3 separate regions of the Mus musculus genome follow, and regions 2 and 3 are each linked to region 1. The links are chromatin contacts, called in public Hi-C and promoter capture Hi-C maps. All regions are on one chromosome and are shown on one strand. The core of a region is the stretch at or near the end of the contact, and the rest is flanking DNA. Distances in the headings are between cores, read along the strand shown. Region 1 holds the start of Cyp2c55 (cytochrome P450, family 2, subfamily c, polypeptide 55). Region 2 holds the start of Cyp2c29 (cytochrome P450, family 2, subfamily c, polypeptide 29). Region 3 holds the start of Cyp2c39 (cytochrome P450, family 2, subfamily c, polypeptide 39).

The links. Promoter capture Hi-C pulls out the DNA fragments that hold promoters and counts their contacts. Hi-C and Micro-C count contacts between places; a contact is called where the count stands out from the background.
Region 2: a contact with region 1 is called in a Hi-C map of liver, with 5 times the contacts expected there. The contact joins the promoter of Cyp2c29 here to the promoter of Cyp2c55 in region 1. A contact is called at or near these places in 8 of 39 promoter capture datasets (embryonic stem cells, hippocampal neurons, liver and 3 more), 2 of 484 Hi-C or Micro-C datasets (both in liver) and 1 of 9 other capture datasets (adipose tissue).
Region 3: a promoter capture Hi-C map of liver shows a contact between it and region 1, with 6 times the contacts expected there. The contact joins the promoter of Cyp2c39 here to the promoter of Cyp2c55 in region 1. A contact is called at or near these places in 8 of 39 promoter capture datasets (the 3T3-L1 cell line, cranial neural crest, embryonic stem cells and 3 more) and 1 of 484 Hi-C or Micro-C datasets (liver).

What each region holds. Positions count from the first base shown.
Region 1 is chr19:39,005,317-39,008,870 of GRCm38.p6, reverse strand. It overlaps Cyp2c55 (cytochrome P450, family 2, subfamily c, polypeptide 55), which reads right to left and starts at 1,852. Exons shown (of 9, transcript NM_028089.3): 1 at 1,658-1,852. The coding sequence starts at 1,825.
Region 2 is chr19:39,285,161-39,288,640 of GRCm38.p6, reverse strand. Cyp2c29 (cytochrome P450, family 2, subfamily c, polypeptide 29) reads right to left here and starts at 1,556. Exons shown (of 9, transcript NM_007815.3): 1 at 1,356-1,556. The coding sequence starts at 1,523.
Region 3 is chr19:39,508,324-39,512,121 of GRCm38.p6, reverse strand. Cyp2c39 (cytochrome P450, family 2, subfamily c, polypeptide 39) reads right to left here and starts at 1,300. Exons shown (of 9, transcript NM_010003.2): 1 at 1,084-1,300. The coding sequence starts at 1,251.

The DNA of each region.
Region 1 (3,554 bases), core at 603-3,102:
TAACTTGAGAGTCTCTCCTAGCAGCTGACTGAGACAGATGCAAGTACTTACAGCCAAGCATTGGATTGAGGTCAGAGACCCCTATGGACGAGCTAAGGGAACGATTGAAGGTCCTGAAGGAGATGGCAACCGCACAGGAAGACCAACAGTGTCAACTAACCTGGACCCCTGGAAGCTCCCAGAGACTGAGACACCAACCAAAGAGCATATACCAGTCAGTGGCCCAGGCACATATGTAGCACAGGGCTGCCTTGTCTGGCCACCATGGGAGAGGACGCACCAGGGTGAGGGTATACCTGGGGGTGGGGGGCACCCTTTCAGAAGTAAATGGGAGGGAGCATGGGGGAGGAATTCTGTCATCAGGGACCGAGAACAGGGTAGCATTTGGGATGTTAATTAATTAATTAATTTTAAAATATTGTCATATTACTAAAATCAGAGAAATCTCTCTCTAGTTGAGTGTGATGCCAGGCTGTCTGCAATCCTGATATAAGTGACTAAAGAACAGGCAGCAGGCAGAACAGCACATGCAGCATCCCACAGGACAATCTCTCTCTTTTTTTTTTTTTTTTTTTGAATTTTCAGTGTTCTATTTATTTATTTATTTATTTTTTCCATTTTTTATTAGGTATTTAACTCATTTACATTTCCAATGCTATACCAAAAGTCCCCCATACCCACCCACCCCCACTCCCCTACCCACCCACTCCCCCTTTTTGGCCCTGGCGCTCCCCTGTACTGGGGCATATAAAATTTGCGTGTCCAATGGGCCTCTCTTTCCAGTCATGGCCGACTAGGCCATCTTTTGATACATATGCAGCTAGAGTCAAGAGCTCCGGGGCACTGGTTAGTTCATAATGTTGTTCCACCTATAGGGTTGCAGATCCCTTTAGCTCCTTGGGTTCTTTCTCTAGCTCCTCCATTGGGAGCCCTGTGATCCATCCATTAGCTGACTGTGAGCATCCACTTCTGTGTTTGCTAGGCCCCGGCATAGTCTCACAAGAGACAGCTACATCTGGGTCCTTTCGATAAAATCTTGCTAGTGTATGCAATGGTGTCAGCGTTTGGATGCTGATTATGGGGTGGATCCCTGGATATGGCAGTCTCTACATGGTCCATCCTTTCATCTCAGCCAGGACAATCTCTTACATGCTGCTCATCCACAGCTCTGGCAGCAGCTTTGCACAGAAACACTGAGGCCCCACTGGACCTTACTAGTTCTCTTTCTTTCACATAAGTTTATGTTGACTCGGACTCCTTGATATCAGACATAACTTGTTTCCTTGAAGAAATGTAATTATTTTGGTTAGCTAACCTAAAGATAATACGCAACATGTACGTAGATGATGTCTCCAGTAAATACTAAAAATAATTCCAATACTTTTTATCTTATGCAAAAATTGCAGCTAAGAATCATGAAACAGTGAAAGAGTCACTGTTCTCTCTGCTATATGGATTTTACCTTACAGTGTAAAAATGATTATCCTGGACAAATATGTTATCTCTCTTAATCATTTCTACAATGAGAAACCAAATGTGAAAATCCACAGTGCACATTTGCCATATGATGATATAGTTTAACCCCAGAAATGTACTTATTTAACAGCAGAGAATAATTCTTACTTTTCAACCACTATATAGCAAGAAGGATACTTACATAGTTGAAGGATTTGCTGATGTTCTTTATATCTATCTGAAGGATGTTTCCAATAATTGGGAAAGGGGTGGGGCCAGGAGGGAGCTTCCCTCTCCCAGAGTTTTGTCTCCAGAGGGAGAGGAGAAGCAGACAGGAGAGAGTGAGCACCAGGACCAGGACTGGATCCATGGCAGCTTTCTCTTCTCAGGGAGACTCCTGTGAGCTTGCAGCCCAGGGCTTTTATAATGCTAGCTGCCAACTTAACAGTGCTTCTGAGACCTAAGTGACCAATCAGTTATGTGCAGTTTTATCTTCTGAATGGACTCTGGCCTGCAGCAAACATGAAAAGAAGCTGCTCTTTTCAATCTCCTGGGAGGAGATTTTACCAACCATGGTGAGCTAGTCTGGAGTTGGACTTAACCCAGATATTGTTATGAGTCTTTTATTGTTATTGTTGTGCTTGTTTTTAATGTGGAGTAGGGCAGATTTCAATACCTTCATAGTTCCAGTTACATCTTGAAGCCTGAATTAAGCTGCAGTGAAATAAATATGTGTTCATGTGTGCATCTTGGTGTGCATGCATTTGAGTTCATACGCATGTGTCTGTGGAGGCTAGAGATCGACTTTTGGTGTCTTTCTCGATTCCACCTCTCTCTCTCTCTCTCTCTCTCTCTCTCTCTCTCTCTCTCTCTCTCTCTCTCTCTCTCTCATTGATACAGGATTCCTCAGTGAAGCAAGAGATCTTCACTGAGGTTGCAGACATGTACTACAGAGCCCAGCTTTTACGTGACTACATGACTATTGGAGGAACTGAACTCCGGTCTTCGTGCTTGCACAGTGTATATTTTACCAACTGAGCTATTTTCCCAGAACCTGAAGTAAACTATTTGTGCAAAAATCATTCCAGCACTATACTGTTGACCGGCTGGGAATTTAGGATGTTGAAGGCAAGCCATGTATTTTATACCTAGTCTATAAAATACTATTTAGCCAGTGATGCTTCTCAAAACCTAGGGTAGTCTCCTTGAGACTGAAAATCTTATGCAAGATTTCAGCATTCTGTACCAATCTTAGAGTTGCCTAAAGAGGAAACAGGTACTATAACTCATACATCTATGATTTGGTTTCTTCCCCGCTGGGTATCTCAGACTGTCCACAGACTCAGGACCCTACTGCATCTGCCTCATATGTAGGCCACCACTTGGGAAATATGCACATTTTAGCTTACCCATCATGTGCCAAGTAATTAACTAAGTAAATATGTATATTTTACTGTTAAATTCCCTCTTTAAAAAAAAAACACTTAAAGCAGGAAGTTTTGTTTCTAATTTTTTATGGGTAAAGGAAATCTGGGAGCATACCATACATGTTATATATTGTACCTCGTACATGGAAAAACTTAGCTTTGAGATAAGATCTGTTGGCCTTTGCGGTGACCTATGCCTTGCACTGAAGCTATCCAGAGGGCAAACAAAATCAACCCCCCATCTTTAATTACTCCAAATGTACAGCTCCCTGATTTTGTTCCTAGGACATCAGCTTCACACAACACAGAAGTCCTTATTTGACTCTGATGTACTCAGGAGAACAAAAACAAAAACAAAACAAAACTGAGCAAATGTCACCTCTGCAGAGACAAGGAGGAAGAGTTAGGCAATGTTCTACCCATCTTTGACGGAATTTTGATAGTTTCATTTCCAGAGGTTTCACACCAAATGTATCCCTATGGAGTCCCTCAATTAGCTTTGCCCATCATGATAAAACCCTTTCTTTTTCAGAGCTGAGGAAGCTGGGCCTTAGAGAGTCACACAGACTGAGGGTAGTACAGTTAAGCTGGAACCCAAGTCCCCTGTACCTTACACTCTTCTCTTCAGGCTTCAGTTCAACTGGGTTCACCAGGATCAACTATGCCCTGAGA
Region 2 (3,480 bases), core at 307-2,806, 280 kb before region 1:
AGAAGGATTGAAGCATCTACACTTTGTTCTTCCTTCCACTTGAGCTTCCTGTGGTCTGTGAATTGTATCTTGAGTATTCCAAGCTTTTGGGTTACTATCCCATTATCAGTGAGTAAATACTATGTGTGTTCTTTAATGACTAGGTTACCTCACTCAGGATTATATTTTCTGATTACATCCATTTGCCCCAATGTAAAGAAAGAGATGCCTATAAACTACAAAAAGCTTACAGAACACCAGTTAGATTGGAAGACAAAAGAAAATCCTTCTAGGACAAGCTAAAAACCTAGTAAAACAGAAACTCCTACGAATCTATGAGAGTGACCCCAGCCAAAACTACTCACCTTATGGGATATAGAACCTAAAATGGCCACCTGCTATGAGAAGGCAAGACTTCCAGTGGAGGTGCAGGGACACTAACCCAGCCATAAACCTTCAAGTCACAATTTGTCATGTCTACAAAATGTGCGGAAGTAAAACTGGAGCAAATTTTTTTTGAGGGAATTACTAAACAAGGCCTGACCCAACTTGAGATCCATGCTATGAGAGAAAGCCCACCCCGACACTATTAATGATATTCTGCTACACTTGCAGACAGAAGACTAGCATAACTGTCACCTGTTTTACCAAGCAGCTGATGGAAACAGTTGAAAACTCATAGCCAAACACTAGGCAGAGCTAAGAGGATCTTGAGAAAGAAGGAGAAGGATGGAAGGAGCAGAGAGGTTGAAGAAACCATTAGAAAACCTGCAAAATCAAATAACCTGGGCAAAAAGTGGCTCACAGAAACTGAACCACAAACCAGAGAACATGTATGGAATGGACCTATGCCCTTAGTACACATGTAAGAGTTGTGCAGCTCTGTCTTCATTGGGACACCTAACAGGAGAAGAAGGGGATGTCTCTGACTTGGCTGCCTATCTTTGAATACATTTCTCCTAACTGAGTGACTTTATCTAGCCTCAATAGGAAAAGATATTCCTATTGCTACTGCAACTTGATATGCCAAGGCTGGTTGATATCCAGGCATGAATTCCACTTCTAGGAGAAGACAGGGATAGTAGGTTAAGTGGGAGGGGGGACAACTGAGAGGAGGGAGGGGAAGCTTCTGTCAGGAAACAAGTAACTAAATTAATAAATGAAATGGCCTAAACTCCTTCAACCTAAGACCTTGCTCATTACTCTTTTCCTGAGAAATGCCAGCTATAAAAGACATAAGGTACACAATACTTGGCAAGAGGCATGGCCTTATGATTATTTATAACTTTAGTACCTCTAGTACTGTATTTTCATTTAAAACAACTTCTACTTTATCTGCCTTATCAAGTTATTAGTGGGGCCTAAAGAATACTTACGTTGGTGAAGGATTGGCTGATGTTCTTCACATCTATCTGGAGGAAGTTACCAATAATTGGGAGAGGCGTGGGGCCAGGAGGGAGCTTCCCTCTCCCAGAGCTCTGTCTCCATAGTGAGAGGAGAATAAGACAGGATAGAGTGAGCGCTAGGAACACGACCAGATCCATAGCGAACCTCCTTACTGACACAGTTGTGATCAGGCATCACAGAGTTTTTATAACACTGAAAAAACATGCTCCACTTTGAGCATCATTGACTAATCCATTAGGAAATATTTAATCTCCCTTTATCTCTCTCTAATAGACTTTGTCTCTTTGATAGAGATAAAAATAAGATGTAATTTACCCTTGACCTTTACAGAGTGCCCATTTGAATTTCTGGTTAACAGTACAGACTGGTGTCTAAGTACTGCTGATAAAAGTAAATGAACATGTTTCTAATATGCAGTTATTCTTCAGAAGTAATAGATTAATTTTGAGATTCAAGAAAACTTCTCAACCTTTATATACTTGGGTTGGCAGCCATATAGTCATATATGACTTATATCATATATAACTTATGAATATTTATATACTTTATGAAATATGTTTGCCTTTTAACAAAGTCATACTGTATAACATAGGTTGTCTTCAAGGTGACAATTCTTCTGCTGCATTGCCCCAATAGCTAGAAATCTATTTATGCAACACAATGATCATACATTCTTTTTTTTCCATTTTTTATTAGGTATTTTCTTCATTTACATTTCAAATGCTATCCCGAAAGCCCCTATACCCTCCCCCAGCCCTGCTCCCCTACCCACCCACTCCTACTTCTTGGCCCTGGTGTTCCCCTGTACTGGGGCATATAAAGTTTGCAAGACCAGAACATACATTCTTAAAATATTTATATTCTATATTCAGCATTATAACACATTTTGTTCAATGATGCATGATTTATAGGTCCTTATTTTACTCTTGATAAATATAAAACTAAGAAAACAAAGCATACATGTCATTCACCTATCTTAACTTAACCACGAAAGATCAGTATTCCTTTTCTAAAGGTGGTGAAACAAAAAGAACTGTCAGTGTCTTACAGCTCATAGCTGGAAGAATTTAAAATCCACTATGGCTATCTAATGAGCATGCTTACTACTCTGACTTTCCAATAGATTCTTAAAGAAAAGTCTTAAAATTCTCCACTTTCCACTAATGCAGATATGAAACTGGCTAAACAAAATTCTATACAGAGAAAATAACAATTGATACCAGCTAACCCTCCCCCCAAAAGCAGCATCAACTGAGTACCTAGTATTCAAATGCCTGAGGCTAAGGGGGGATATTTCTAACTTACACTACATCTCTTGCATTTTGTGCCCTTCAAAAGCATTCAGAACAATTCTATCCATGATTACTTGACTATGTGCTAGGTCACTATTCAGTGATAACCACTATCAATAACAGTAAACATGAACCTAGTTAATAATTATATCATTGTTTTAACTTAGAAGTCAAAAAAGTTTACTTGTTTTGTAATGTTCAGAACTTCAGTGACCCAATGTCACAGTTATCCTCATTATTTACATCAGAGAAAGAAGTAATTTGTTGCTTCCATATCATATTGCTCTAAAATCCCCCCAAAAAACAGATTTGTATGAATCAATCTCAGATATCTTTTTATGCCTGTAGAGATATTTGTTCTGGTGCAATTTCACTCACATATAAGTCATTTTAATGCATTGGATGATCTGTTTCTTTATAAAATATAAGAATTATAGGACAGTTAAAGAGAAATGGACCTATGACCTCAACAGTCTACATTTTGCTTCAATTTTAAGGAAGGAGCTGTTGATGATGCATGGAATATCAGCAATCACTGTAACTCTAACAAAGATGAAAGGTCTCTTGTTGAGACCATTTTTCTTGACCCTTTTTTTTTCATTTTATTTCATTTATTAACTTGTCTCTTCATTTATCATCACACATTTTAAAGTGATTTTATATCTTTATAAAAATTATTTGTACATATTCATTGCACAATTGAATAGAATTCATAACACCATTTTATTCAAGTATATCTTGACTTTGACATTATAAACACACTTTCTTTACCAGGGTTGTTCTTCCTCATTATGACTCCTAG
Region 3 (3,798 bases), core at 51-2,550, 500 kb before region 1:
TGATATTTAGTTAAATTAGGCATCAATTTATTTCTCTAGAGTCCAGCATCAAATAGATGACTTCAGTAAAAACTTATGTCTAAAACTGTACCAAACTTACTGAAAAAATATTACTCCCTATTGATCTTCAAGAAAAGATTAAAAAAAGCTGCTGTTTTAAAAGATAAGTAATATTCACAAGTTTTTCCCTTTTTTCCCCTTTTGTTTTCTTTTACTGGATATTTTCCTTATTTACATTTCAAATGTTTTCTCTTTTCCCAATTTCCCCAATAGAAAACCCTCTATTCATTCCCTCATCCCCCTACTTCTATGAGGATGCTACCCCACTCACATATCCACTCTATCCTCCCTTTCCTGGCATTTCCCTACACTGACACATCAAGCCTTCAAGGAACAAGGCCATCCTCTGATACACATGCAGCTGGAGTCATGGGTGCCTCTATGTGTACTTTTTGGTTGGTGGTTTAGTAACTAGGAGCTCTTTTTAGTTGATATTGTTTTTCCTTGTATGAAGTTGCAAATCCTTCACCTACTTCAGTAATTTCTCTAACTCATCCAGTCCAATGATTGCCTGCAACCATTCACCACTGTATATTTCAGGCTCAGGCAGAGCCTTTCAGGAGACAGCCATATCAGTCTCCTGTCAATAAGTACTTCTTGGCATCCACAACAGTATATGCATTTGGTGACCATGTATGGGGTGAATATGCAGGTGGGGCAGTCTCTGAAGAGATCTTTCAGTCTCTGCTCCAAACTTTGCCTCATTTTTCCTCCCGTGGATGGTAGATTAAGTGGGTAGGGTAACAACAGGGAGGAGAGAGGGGAAGTTTCAGTCAGGATGTTGGTAACTAAATTTATTAATGAAATAAATAAACTGATCTAAACTTCTTCAACCTGAAAGAAGGTTTGTTTGTTACTCTCTTTCTGAAAAGTGACAGCTGTAAAAGGCTTGAGATACAAAATACTTAGGAAGATATATGACTTTATGATTATTTATAACATTACTGCCTCTAGGCCTACATTTTCTTTTAAAGCAACTTATCTTTGTTATAAAGGTATTAGAGGAGCGCAAGGAATACTTACATTGGTTAAGGATTGGCTGACGTTTTTTATATCTATCTGAAGGAAATTACCAATAATCGGGAAAGGAGTGGGGCCAGGAGGGAGGCTCCCTCTGCCACAGCTCTGTCTCCATAGTGAGAGGAGAATGAGAGAAGAGAGAGTGAGCACTAGGAATGTGACAAGGTCCATGGAAACCCTTTTTATTCACACAATTGTGATCAGGCATCACTGGCCTTTTATAGCAATTAAACAGCATGTTCTTTTTGAGCATCGTTGAGTAACCCATTAGGAAATCTCTAATCTGTCTCTTTCAAGTAGACTTTGTCCCTTTGATAGAGATAAAAAGAAGATGTTATTTACCCTTGACCATTTCACGGAGCCCATTTGACTATCTGGTTAACAGTACAGGCTTATGTCCAAGTATTGCTAGTAAACGTAAACAAACATGTTTTTAATGTGAACTTATTCTTGAAAAGTAATAGATTAATTTTGAAATGCAAGATAACTCCGCAACCATTACATATCATCTTAGTATGTATGTCATAAAAGATATATTTCATATATAAATTGTGAATATTGTTATACTCTATGAAATAAATTTATTTTTAACAAAGTCATAGGATATAAGATAGGTAGGCCTCTAACTAACAGTTCTTCTGCTATATTGCCCCAATAGCTAGAAATATATATGCACCACATGATCATGCATACTTAAATTTTTTCCTATATTGAACATGCCAACATATTTTATTCAATAATGTAAGCTTTATAGCTCCTTATTAAACTCTTGTACAATAAAAAGCTAAGAAAACAAAACATACATATCAGTCACACATCTTTACTCAACCTTGAAAGACCAGTATTCTTTTGCTAAAGCTGGTGGAACAAAAAGAACTGTCAGTGTCTCACAGCTCATAGCTTGAAGAACTTAGACTTCACTGTGACTAATGAGCATGCTTACTACCCTGACTTTGCTATAGATTCATAAAAAAAAAAGTCTTAGAATTCTTCACTTTCCACTAATGAACATGTAATTCTGGCTAAGCACAATTCTACCCAGAGAAAAACAACAACAATTGACACTACCTAAACCTCCCCAAACAGCACCACCAAAAGGGCACCAAGTGTTAAGATGTCTGAGCCTAAATAAGAACATTTCTAGCTTAACACACTTGCTGCATTTGGCACTCTTCCCTACACAAAACCATTCAGAACAATTATATCCAAAATTTCTTGACCTTGAACCATGCACTACATTGATCATAACAACTACCATTAACAGTGAACATGAATCTAGTTAATAATTATACCAGTCTTTTAAGTACAAAATCAAATTGTTTGGTTATTTTGTAATGCTTAGAATGTCAATGACCCGATATCATGGTTGTCCTCATTATTTACAGCAGAGTAAGAGCTAATTTGTTGCTTTCATATCATACTACTCTAAACCCCACATATGACAGATTTGGATTAATCAATCTCAGATTTATTTTTCACCTGGAACCTGGTGCAACTTTACTTATTTATAAGTCAGTGTGAAGTTTTGGGTCATCAATTTTATATAAAATATAAGAATTGTAAAATACTAAAAAGAGATGGCCTCTGAACTCAACTAGTCTACATTTTGCCTTACTTTTTAAGGAAGGATCTGCTGATGATTCATGGAGTAGCTCCGATTTGTCTATCGAAGGTGAATTGTCTCTTGTGAAACCTTGTTCTGGACCTTTTATTTAATTTCATTTTTTGACTTGTTTGTTTGCTCATCTTCACTTATTTCTTAAAAATATTTTGATATTTTATACAGAAATTTTCCTGCATATTCATTACACAATTAAATAGAATTCATAACACCATTTTATTCAAGTATATCATGACTTTGACATTATAAACACACTTTGTTTACCAGGTTCGTTCTTCCTAATCATCTTTCTCTTCTGAAATAATCCCTCTTCCATGTCATAGACTACACTTTCTATTTAAGAAAAATTCCAAGTAGAGGCCCCAGGGAGTCTATGGGAGTTACTCTACCTGAGATTCCTAGCAGTGGGGGATGTGGCATCTGAAGTGGCCTCTGTCTGTTGCCAGGCAAGACTCCCAGTGGAGAAATAAGGGTAGCAACTCACCCATAGAACTTTCACCCTAAAAGATATCCTGCCTACAAGATGTTCAGGGACAAAGATGGAGCAAAGATGGAGGGAATAGCCAAACAATGACTGTGCCAAATTGAAACCCATCCCATTGGCAAAAAGCAATCCCTGACAGAATACTCTGCTATGCTTACAGGCATTGGCCTAACATAACTCTGAGATGCTACACCCAGCAGCCTATGGAAATAGATACAGAGACTCAGAGCCAAATATAAAATAGAGCTTGGAAAGTCTTTTGAAAGAGTTGGTGAAATGATTGAGGGACCCTAAGAAAATGGGAACTCGAACAGAGTCAAAGCTGAACCCTTTGGGATTCCCAGAGAATGATCCACCAGCCAAAGAGCAAGCATGGGTTAGAAATGCCCCCAACCCCCCACATATATAGCAGATATTCAACATGGTCTTCTTGTGGGTGGCCCAACAAATAGAGAAGAGGGTGGTGCTAAACCTGTTGGCTGCCTCTGGACCACACTCCCCTAATTAGGCTGCCTTGACCGGCCTCAGTGGAAGAGTGTTGTGGGGAAGTTGACTGGGAAATGTAGCCTGTTCCCTGGTTGAGCTAAGGCTAAAAGCCCCAGAAACACTGAAA